Regions from separate parts of the Macaca mulatta genome. Here region 1 is linked to region 2. Evidence: chromatin contacts called from public Hi-C data. All regions are on one chromosome and are shown on one strand. Each heading gives the region's core, a stretch centred on a gene start, on an enhancer-like site or on the middle of the called end of the contact. The rest is flanking DNA. Distances are from core to core; before and after follow the strand shown.

Evidence for each region. A called contact is a pair of places that touch in the nucleus more often than the background predicts.
Region 1: a Hi-C map of cortical neurons shows a contact between it and region 2, with 2.7 times the contacts expected there. The contact joins the promoter of ZNRD2 here to the promoter of PCNX3 in region 2. A contact is called at or near these places in 3 of 14 Hi-C or Micro-C datasets (blood, cortical neurons and liver).

Annotation. Positions count from the first base shown.
Region 1 is chr14:8,821,046-8,826,303 of T2T-MMU8v2.0, reverse strand. It overlaps ZNRD2 (zinc ribbon domain containing 2), which reads left to right and starts at 2,941. Exons shown (of 4, transcript XM_015113792.3): 1 at 2,941-2,992; 2 at 3,086-3,237; 3 at 3,368-3,452; 4 at 3,872-4,247. The coding sequence starts at 2,974. The coding sequence ends at 4,215. It overlaps FAM89B (family with sequence similarity 89 member B), which reads left to right and starts at 4,845. Exons shown (of 2, transcript NM_001194782.2): 1 at 4,845-5,258. The coding sequence starts at 5,158.
Region 2 is chr14:8,775,017-8,780,608 of T2T-MMU8v2.0, reverse strand. It overlaps PCNX3 (pecanex 3), which reads left to right and starts at 3,279. Exons shown (of 33, transcript XM_077962142.1): 1 at 3,279-3,957; 2 at 4,315-4,502; 3 at 4,737-4,836; 4 at 4,959-4,998; 5 at 5,100-5,195; 6 at 5,429-5,592. The coding sequence starts at 3,805. It overlaps MAP3K11 (mitogen-activated protein kinase kinase kinase 11), which reads right to left and starts at 1,732. Exons shown (of 10, transcript NM_001257468.1): 1 at 502-1,732. The coding sequence starts at 1,240.

The sequences.
Region 1 (5,258 bases), core at 1,692-4,191, 46 kb before region 2:
AAGCACCAAACAGGCATAAGTGGCCCCATTTTTGTTTTGAGTCAGGGTCTTGCTCTATCACCCAAGTTGCAGTGCAGAAGCCTGATCATGGCTCACTGCAGCCTGGATCTCCTGGGCTGGGAGCAATCCTCCTACTCAGCCTCCTGAGTAGCTGGGACTACAAGTGCATGCCACTGCACCCGCTAAGTAAAATATATATATATTTTTTAGAGATGGGGTCTTACTATGCTGTCCAGGCTGGTCTCAAGCAATCCTCTTACATGTCCTCCCAGAGTGCTGGGATTATAGGCCTGAGCCACCGTACCTGGTCTACTGTCCCTGTTTTACAGATGAGAAATTGAAGTCCAGAGTGATGAAGTAAATTACTCCAGGTGATATAGTAAATAGCGGATCCAGGATCAAACCCAGTCCTGCCTCATTCCAGTTCTGTGTCTTGTCTACCCTACAGTGGAACTTAAGATGGTGAGGAGCCCTGAGAGGAGAAAAGTGGCAAGAATCTTCTTGAGCAGTGAGAGAAGAGGGATGCAGGGAGGATGGGAGATGGGTGTGCATCTCTGTATGTGTTGTCTGGATGTGGGGGGCCAAGGCCAGATTTGTAGGACCCTGGAGACCATAACAAGGACTTTGGATTTTGTCTAAGTATGATGGGGAGATGCCAGATTTTTTTTTTTTTTTTTGAGACAGAGTCTCACTCTGTTGCCCAGGCTGGAGTGTAGTCGTGTGCTCTCGGCTCACTTCTGCCTCAAGCAATTCTCCTGCCTCAGCCTCCCAAGTAGCTGGGATTACAGGCGCCCGCCACCACACCTGGCTAATTTTTGTATTTTTAGTAGAGATGGGGTTTCACTATGTTGGCCAGGCTGGTCTCGAACTCCTGAACTCAAGTGATCTGCCTGCCTCGGCCTCCAAAGTGCTGGGGTTACAGGCGTGAGCCACCATTCCCAGCAACCAGATGGTTTTTAGTACAAGAATGACACTGTATTTTAAAAGAATTATTCAGTTTCCTGCTTATATGGGGATAATACCCCATATAAGGTTATCATGAGGAGTAAATTGGAGAGATTAAGTGAGAGGACTCATATAAGGGTCTTTGTAGGTGCGAGGCAGAATAGACAGTTGAGTGGTTATCGGCCATAATGGTGACATAGTCGGCGCACTGAGGAATTCAGGGTAGGGCTGGGAGCTGGAGACAGTAATAACCTGGGGGTCTATGCGTCCAAGAGATGGTATAGAGATAGTTCCTCTAGTCAGCCTAAGGCTGGGTGCACTTCACTGTAATCCCAGCACTTTGGGAGGCTGAGGTGGGAGGATCAGTTGAGTCCAGGACTTGGAGACCAGCGAAACCCAATTGCTACAAAAAATACAAACAAAACAAACACACAAAAAACGGTGGCTCTAGTGCCTGATAGAAACGACTTGGGGTACAGGCCCTAAGTCAGGTACGCTGCTGCCCAAGAGCCTGACTGGTAGATGGAGATGCCAAAGGGGCACAGGGCTCTCTAGGTAAGCAGGAGGCAGCAAGAATGACAGTTCCAGGGGTTTTACGTGGAAGGAAGAGGAGGCCAGCAGGAGGGGACTTCAGGTCAGATTGAGGAGGCATGTGCCATCCGGAGGAGGAGACTGTCGATGTAATTATGAAAGTCCAAGTCCTGGCCGGGCGCGGTGGCTCAAGCCTGTAATCCCAGCACTTTGGGAGGCCGAGGCGGCTGGATCACGAGGTCAGGAGATCGAGACTATCCTGGCTAACATGGTGAAACCCCGTCTCTACTAAAAATACAAAAAACTAGCCGGGCGTGGTGGCGGGCGCCTGTAGTCTCAGCTACTTGGGAGGCTGAGGCGGGAGAATGGCGTGAACCCGGGAGGCGGAGCTTGCAGTGAGCCGAGATCACGCCACTGCACTCCAGCCTGGGAGACACAGCGAGACTCCGTCTCAAAAAAAAAAAAAAAAAAAAAAAAAAGAAAGTCCAAGTCCTAGCTGCTTTTCCATTGCCCTGGTGTACAACCTCAGGCCCTGCAGACTGCACATCTGAGGACCCCTGCCTGCCCTGTCTGGCTTCTCTGAATCTAATAAGGGAGAGGATGCATATGGAAAAAGAACACGGAACAGAGAGAGAGAGAGAAAAAAAAAGCACCAAGGTCCAAGTTCAGAGAGCCCTGGTAATTTTAACTTGCAACTCACCTAAGAAGAGCCTAACGGTCGCAAGAGTATGTAGGAAGGACCCAACCCGACCCTGCCCAGTACGCAGCACCCAAGGGCGGCTGGAAGCGCAATGCGCGTGCTGAGTACAGCGCTATTCAGTCCGCAGGCTTTTTGAGGATTTCAATTTCAAAGAACGGTCGGTTTCGGGGCGGACTTTGCTTCAGTCCCAGGCCTTGGGAAGCAGCGGGGTGACAGACTGGGACACCAAGCATGCAGAAGGGGAGGGGTCTTGAAATAGACGGAATGCGAGAAGGCTCCCCTCCTGGCCAGCCTTGCTGGGCGAAGTGAGAAGCACTGAGGCCTGAGGAAGCTCCACGAATGCGCAAAGGGCCGCTCGCTGTGATTACTCGGGTGGCGATGTTCGTGATGATGCCGCTGCCCCGCCTGCGCCGAAAGGGAAACCCCAGGGGAGGCGGAGGCCAGCGGGGATTTCTCAAGCCAGCTGGTCCCCTTCATCCACGACGGAAAGGAAGGGCGACCTCCCGAGGCCACTTTCAGGTCTTGCGACCGGAGCAGAGCTACCACGGAGACGCTCCTCCCGAGGCCTCACGCGTCGGAAGGTTAACGTCCCCTGGATTCCGGCTGACTGACGCGTCCCCTGGGCAGGTTCTCGGTAGCAGCCGACACGCCCCACTCCGGGCACAGCGAGATCTGAGGACCACGCTGAGGCGTCATTTCCGCCCTGAATCTTGGGCGCTACAGAAGGGGCGGAGCCGCAGCGGAGGGCGCGCCGCTTTGACGTCACTTCCGGTGAGCCCGGCAGCGACAACGGCGACATGGCCCTCAACGGAGCCGGTGAGGACTTGGGCGGCAGGGGCTTGTGGCTGTGAGGTACGGGAGGCAGCCCGCTCCGGCAAGACCCCCAGTCCCTATGCTTCTCTTCCCCAGAAGTCGACGACTTCTCCTGGGAGCCCCCGACTGAGGCGGAGACGAAGGTGCTGCAGGCGCGACGGGAGCGGCAAGATCGCATCTCCCGGCTCATGGGCGACTATCTGCTGCGCGGTTACCGCATGCTGGGCGAGACGTGCGCGGACTGCGGGGTGAGGCGAGACTCGGGCGAGTCAGCAGGGATGGGTCTGCGGGTCGGGCCACTCAGCCCTTCCTCAGTCCTCCCCTCTGGACTCCATCGCCGGCGTCTCATTCCGGCCCCATGTTCTTTTTGGTCCGTAGACGATTCTCCTCCAAGACAAACAGCGGAAAATCTACTGCGTGGCTTGTCAGGAACTCGACTCAGACGTGGATAAAGATAATCCCGGTGAGGGTAAAAAATAATCCGGGAGAGGGGCCGGATGTGCTTAGGGGGGAAGCGTGGTAAGTGGTGATAGAGGCCCGAGAACAGTAGGCCTGGGGGGCGACAGTGGAGTCTCTGGGTGGGGCAGAGGTAAAATGATTTCTCCTTTAGGCTCTAAAGAGGACCATTAACTCAATAAGAGAACTAAGCACCTCCTGTGTGCCAGCCACTGCGCGAGAGTCTGAGCTCAATCAGGCCCAGTACTGATGGAGAGTTGAAGCTAAGGCATAAATGTGATACAAAGTAGAAAGTGGATGAATTGCCTTATAGAGGGACAGGGAAAACACTTCAAGCACAGAAAGAGCAGAGCAGGAAAGGAGATGGCTCACGGCTGAGGTGGGCCAGGCATCCTGACCATTCTACCCACTTTCTCCTCTTTTTAGCTCTGAATGCCCAGGCTGCCCTCTCCCAAGCTCGGGAGCACCAGCTGGCCTCTGCCTCAGAGCTCCCCTTGGGCTCTCGACCTGTGCCGCAGCCCCCAGTACCTCGTCCGGAGCACTGTGAGGGAGCTGCAGCAGGACTCAAGGCAGCCCAGGGGCCACCCACTCCTGCTGTGCCTCCAAATACAGATGTCATGGCCTGCACACAGACAGCCCTCTTGCAGAAGCTGACCTGGGCCTCTGCTGAACTAGGCTCTAGCACCTCCCTGGAGACTAGCATCCAGCTGTGTGGCCTTATCCGCGCATGTGCGGAGGCCCTGCGCAGCCTGCAGCAGCTGCAGCACTAAGAGAAGCCCCTGAGAAAAACCCTCTAGAAAAACAGCTGTTCCTCTGTGTGGTTTATTCTTTTCCTGGTTCCGAGTGTGCATGCCAGCCCCAGCTGCACTCACGTTTTTCCTACTTTTGGCCTCTCACCTCTCCACTCTCTGCTCTCCTTGACGCCCTGAGATGAGTTGAACTTGTTTCTGCTCAGTTTCCCGTCAGGATGCGGGAGTAGGTAGATGACTATGTGATGCACCTTTTCTAAGGAAGAGGTGATAGCCTTTTCAAAGGTAGCAGCCAGAGGGGTGGACCCTAGCCTTGTGTCTGACAGCACATCTGCAGCCTCCTCCGCCATCCGGTGCCCATTCCCCACCTGGAAGTGAGATTTTGGGTTCCAATCCCCTTGATAGATTCCGCTCCTTTCCCTGAGCATCCTGACCCTATCAGCCTATTCCATCTCATGGCCACCCCAGGTACTCAGCGACAGGAGTTTGTGGTGACCTCAGCGTCAGGTGGCACGTTAGGCACCAACTGTGGACTTGCCAGTCTCCTGATTCCACTGTTAGATCATTTTTCTTGGGAGGGTAATGGGCAGAACACAGTGTGTGTGGGGGCGGGGCGCGGCGGGCAGACGGGGTAGCGAAAAGAACCACGAAGAAACCACGCCTGCCCCCTTCGGCCTTTTTCCCCCTCCGCCGCATTTTTCCAACTCCCCTTGAGTGAGTGGGTGCCCCGCTGTCTTTTTCTCAGCTTTACGCGACGTGGTCCCACAGCCGTTGCCTTTTTAAGAGAGGCCCGGCCCATGCGGAGGGGGTGGGGCAGAGGCGGAGTCTGAGGAGCTGAGGAAGGAACAAAGCGCGGCCTGCGGGCGGCGGCTGGGCTCCGGCGGGGCCGCGGGGTGCGGGGCCTGCGGGCAGCGTCCCGGGCGGAGTGTTGGGGAGAAGGAGGTGGCATCGCCGTCCGTGGCCATGAACGGGCTGCCCTCGGCAGAGGCGCCGGGCGGGGCAAGCTGCGCCTTGGCCGGGCTCCCACCGCTGCCGCGCGGCCTCAGCGGCCTCCTTAATGCGAG
Region 2 (5,592 bases), core at 2,030-4,529:
AGGTCATGCAGCCAGGGAGGGCTAGGCCAGAATTCCAGCCCTGGCCTTGGCCTTGACTGCCAAGGAGGGCTTCTCTCTCTGAGATATCTGTTCTGGAGGAGCTGCCCATGATGACAGGAGAGGACAGAGCACCAACTCTACGAATATGAATTTAGGGGAGGAGAAGATGGGGAGCGCGAGCTTCCAGAGGACTTCCTTGAGGTGGGAGGCAGAGCTGGGCAGGATGCTTATGGCCCACCTGAGAAATCCCAATTTCTTAACTTGTCCAAACCTCAGCTGCAGGCTGGGGCCAAGGACTTCTGAGGCTGGGACAGGAAGACTCTTCTGGGTGCCTGGAGCTCTGTTTGGGGGCTAGCTTGAGCCCATGGGCACCTGGTCAGCTGGGACCCCCTAGGGCGAGTGCTCCTACCTGCAGCAGACCCTAAGCTAGGCTCAGTGGAAGGTTGGGAGCAGGTGTGTGCCAGAGCCATGCCACCCGCAACCAGGCCGCCAGAAACTCACTGTTGTTGGACTTGAGGTCGCGATGGATGACGGGCACCAGGGCCTCGCAGTGCAGGTAGTGCATCCCACGGGCAATCTGCACAGCCCAGTTAACCAGCACATGGGGAGGCACGCGCCGCCCTGCCAGAGCTCGGCTGAGGGGTCCACCAGCTGCATACTCCATCACCAGGCACAGGTTGGGCTCCTCCAGGCACACAGCCTTGAGGGCAATGATGTTGGGGTGTGCTAGCATGGCGAAGAGCCGGGCCTCCTGGCGAACACTCTCAGCTGTCACACTGATGTCCTCATCGGGGTCCTGGCGAGCTGCCTTCACAGCCACCAGCTCACCTCGCCAGCTGCCCCGGTACACCTTGCCGAAGCCTCCAATGCCGATCACCTCCTCCAGCCGCAGCTCCTGGAAGCTGGCCACCTCGCAGGGGGGCGGGCCGCCACCCCGAGACACATAGTTGGATGGGAAGATGCCCACCTGGCCACCCACCTGGCCTGCCCACCAGCCCTCGTCTCCTGAGATGGCTGCGTCCCGGGACAGCACCTCCACACGGTCACCCTTCCTCAGGGCCAGCTCGTCCTGCCCACTGGGCTCGTAGTCGAACAGGGCTGTCCACACCGGGTTGGCATAACCCGCTGCCTTTGGAGACCCCTCAGGCCGGCCTCCTCCACTGCCCCCACCACCCCCGCTGCCACTGCCATTCCATGACCCTAGAGGGCTCTTGAGGAAGAGGCTCTTCAAGGGCTCCATGGCCGGGAGCCGGCGTTGGGATGTGTGGAGGACCTTCTCTGGGTGCCCGTGGTCCCCACCCCCGCTGGCTGCCAAGGCCCTAGTCCCGGAACCTGGGCATCCGGGCCCTGGCCCTCAGCCCCAGACCCACGCCTCTCTGGGGAGCCAGGAGTGTCGCCTCCCGGCCCCCCGCATCTCGGGCTTCTGGAGGAGGGCACCCAGGGCAGTGTGGTCAGGCCGGGGGGGTGGGGCCCCGGGGCCTCCGACGCCTCACCATGGCTAGCTTGGAGGGGCCCGAGCTTCCCTCGGTCCTGGAGCAGTCCTGGGAGCCTGGCTCCGGCCCCCGCCAAGCGTAAGGTGGGGCCTCCAGGGGCAGCGCCTCAACTCCGGTTGGGTCTTTTTGCGCGGGGGTGGAGGGAGCGTCCACAGTTGGGCCCAGACTGCCTGTTCCTGTCCCCGGCTCCTTTGGTCCCGACGGCTCCGACCCCGCTCCCTTCTTCCTCCTCCCTTTGTACTTTGGCCTCGGGGGCGGGAGGCAGAGGTGGAGGGTGGAGTTTCACTTTTTTCCGCTCTTCTCCCTCCTGCAGGAAACAGCATCAGATGACGCGGGCGGCCTGCACCGCTCCCCTCCCAGAGGCTCCAGCAGGGGAGTTCCCGGGTAGGCGGGCCAGGAGAGGCAGAGGAGGGAAAGGGCAGAACCAGATTCCCCATCACAGCAGGCTTTGAGATATAGAAAGAAAAGCCTCCAGCTGCGTGCTCTGCTGGCCAGGGTGCAGGTTGGTCTCTGCTAAGGATGGGCCATCTCTGTCCTCTGCATCCGCACTGGCGTCAGCAAAACGGGGTTACAGAACCACACTTGGGAAGGGGGTGAACCCAAGTCTGGTGTTGGCTGCGAAGTTGTGGGACTGTGCGATCCATCCATTCTGAGCCTCATTATTTTCCTTCTTTCTTTCTTTTTTCTTTTTTTGAGACGGAGTCCTTTCTCTGTCACCCAGGCTGGTATGCAATGGCGCAGTCTAAGCTCACTGCAACCTCTGCCTCCCGGGTTCAAGCGATTCTCCTGCCTCAGCCTCCCGAGTAGCTGGGACTACCGGCGCGTGGCACCACGGCCGGCTAATTTTTGTATTTTTGGTAGAGACGGGTTTCACCACGTTGACCATGCTGGTCTCAAACCCCTGACCTCGTGATCCGCCCGCCTCGACCTCCCAAAGTGCTGGGATTACAGGCGTGAGCCACCGCGCCCGGCCATTCTTTTCATATATGATATGAGTACAAGAAAGCTCTGCCTCGCAGAGCTAGTGGGATGGGGTGGGGAAGACTGGAGGACAGACGGAACTGGCTGCACCTCAAGCTCTTGGAGTGGATTGTCTAAGGTTCTGCTCTTCTCCTCACCTGGGAAACAATCCGCTTCTTCATATCCCTTCCCCATTGGCAGAATCCTGAGACTTGTCCAGAACTTTGCCCACGATTGGATTCAGAATAGCTGAGTCGCCCTCAGAACCTCTGGATAGGGCTGCCCCAATTGCTTTAAGCCTGTCACTTTAAGAAAGACGACGCTATCCTTTTTCGACTATTCCTGCCTGTTCCGGAAGGTTGTTCTCTACACCCTAGGTCTGAGCTCTGACCCGGAAGTAGACGCCGCTGGGAGCCGAGAAACGATCAGGACGTAGGAGGTCCAGCATTAAAGGGGGCGGACCGAGAGGGGCGTGCTTCGGTAGTGCAGAACACTCGCTGCAACTAGGGGATTCCACGCCTCCATCTTTTCCCCGTCTCCTGTAACTCATTGGAAGAGCTGTGCGCCAATTACTTTGCCGTTACCCAATGGCTACTCAACTGTCTCTTTGGTTCCGCCCAGTCGTCTACCCTGGGTTGGCGACGCCTGGGTGTACGCATGCGCCCAAACGCTTTTGCGCATGTACTTGCTTTAGTTCTGGACTCTGCGCACGCACAAATGGCACCCCTCGCGTCCTACCGCGCCACCACCTCTCTGCGCTTGCGCATTCATGCCGTCAAGTTTTCCTTTTCCGGGTCTCAATTGGAACCGTTGGACGCATGCGCCACTGAAGGCTGGCGGCTCGCGGCTCCTTCTTCCGGCCTCTTCCTTAGGCCGGCACCGGCAGAAGCCGGGCGAGCGCGGAGCCCCAAGCGAGTGACCTGCGACCCCGGAAGTGGACCCCAGATCCTGGGGTTCTCCCTGGTCCGGAGACTAGAGAGCTGTCGCCTGCACCCCGGGAGCATCCACCCCACGCCCACCTCTGGATGCCGCCGACGGGTGCCCGGCCCGTGCCCCGCGCCTGCCTGACGGCTCGGCCCCTCGGAGCAATTCTGGGCCACGAGTGGGGACGCGGACCCCGCCCCTGATGCAGCCCCACCCCCGCGTCTGGGCCTTGCACCGCTGACTGTCCCGGTCGGCCCCGCCCCCTGCCCGCACCCTCGCGCGGCCGAGCCCCCCTCCCCCGCTGGGGGAGGCCATGGCGTGAGCGTGAGGCCGGGCCCCGGGGCCCTCAGGCGCCAGACGGGGCATGGGCCGGGGGCCGCCCCCATGAGGGTCCCGGGAGTGGGGCGCGCGCAGCAGCGGCGGGGCCATGGGGTCGCAGGTGTTGCAGATCCTGCGCCAGGGGGTGTGGGCCTCGCTCACCGGCGGTTGGTTCTTCGACCCGCACCAGAGCACCTTCTCCAACTGCTTCCACCTCTATGTCTGGATCTTCCTGCTCATCTTTCCCTTCTTGCTGTACATGGTGAGACGCCACGGCCACCTGTAACTCCAGCCGGGAGAGGGAGGGCAGCCTGGCAGGGATTCGGGGCCGTGCCCTGGGCTCTGGGACGTGGAGAGAGAGGAATTACTGCAGAGTTTGGGTCTGCGTGGAAGAGGCCAAAGTCTACCTTTCTTGGATCGAGTGACCTTGAACCCCACACTTAATGTTATCCAGCTAAATAGAAGACAGAGCTCGTTGCCAAGGGCTGTGTAGTGGTTGTGTGCAGAGGTGATGAAGTTTTCTAGTGAGTCTGTGAATCCTAGCTATGGCGACGATGGCAGCTACGTCCTGTAGTGGCAAGGCTTTGTGAAAAGAGACCTGGTTTACTTTCATCTTCAGGTCCTGCCTCCCAGCTTGATGGTGGCCGGCGTGTACTGCCTCGTGGTGGCTGTCATCTTTGCTGCCATCAAGACCGTCAACTATCGGCTGCATGCCATGTTTGACCAGGGCGAGATCGTGGAGAAGCGCAGCTCTACCATGGGGGAGCTGGAGGAAGAGCCTGCCCAGGGGGACAGCAATCCGCCCAGGTGGGTGGGGTAGGGACTGTGCTGGGGATTGAGGGGTTTTGGTGCCTGGGCCTGAACCTTGCAGGGTGGAGTAGGGACTTAGGGAACATTGGCTCTCTGAGTGAATGTGAACACTTGTCTTGTGTTAGCCTAGGAATTGTAAAGTGACTTCTGAAGAAGAAGCAGTGACAAAGATGGAAGTAGCATACACAGAGGAGAGGTTAGCTCAAAGCTGCTGTTCTTTTTCACTGCCAGGGACCCCGGAGTGGAGATGACAGTGTTCCGGAAAGTCAGTTCCACACCCCCAGTGCGCTGCAGCTCCCAGCACTCTGTGTTTGGCTTCAACCAGGTCTCGGTGAGTGGGCCTGGACTTCAGCTTGTCCTGCTGTTCCTCCGCGAGCCAGTCCCTACTGTGGGTGCGTCCTGAGCCTACTTCTTGCCTTGTTTGCTCCTTCACGCCTCTCTCTGTCTACTCAGGAGCTGCTGCCCCGAATGGAGGACTCTGGGCCCCTGAGAGGTAGGTGGCTGCTCTTTAGGGTTGGAGCATAGTGCTGTGGAACAGGGGCTGGCATGCTGTGCCAGGGGGTCCTGCTGACACCTCTGGGGCCGTGGTTGCAGACATCAAGGAGCTGGTGCGGGAGCAGGGCAGCAACAATGTGATCGTGACCTCTGCTGACCGAGAGATGCTGAAGCTCAGCTCGCAGGAGAAACTGAGTGCGTGGGCCTTATGGGGCTGAGGCTTGTGGGCTAGACCAGCTGTTTTGTCATTGAATCCCCTCAACTTTGGCTCCATCCTGGGTCTCCTCTGTATTCCTCTGTGGGACCTCCCCAGTGTGCTGCTGTGGCTGGGCTCTCAGGAAAAGTACAGGGCATAAGAGCCCCCTTACCACCAGTTCCTTTTGCAGAAAACCCTTTTTCTCATTTTCTGTCTCCCGTTCTTCTGGCAGTTGGAGACCTTCCCCAGACGCCTCCAGGGGCTGTCCCAGACCCCTCTCTTCCCAGTACAGACTCTTCAGAGCCTTCTCCTCTGGCTGGAGATGGAGCGCCCTGGAGTGGGAGCAGCATGGCTGACACTCCCATGAGCCCCCTCCTGAAGGGGAGCCTCAGCCAG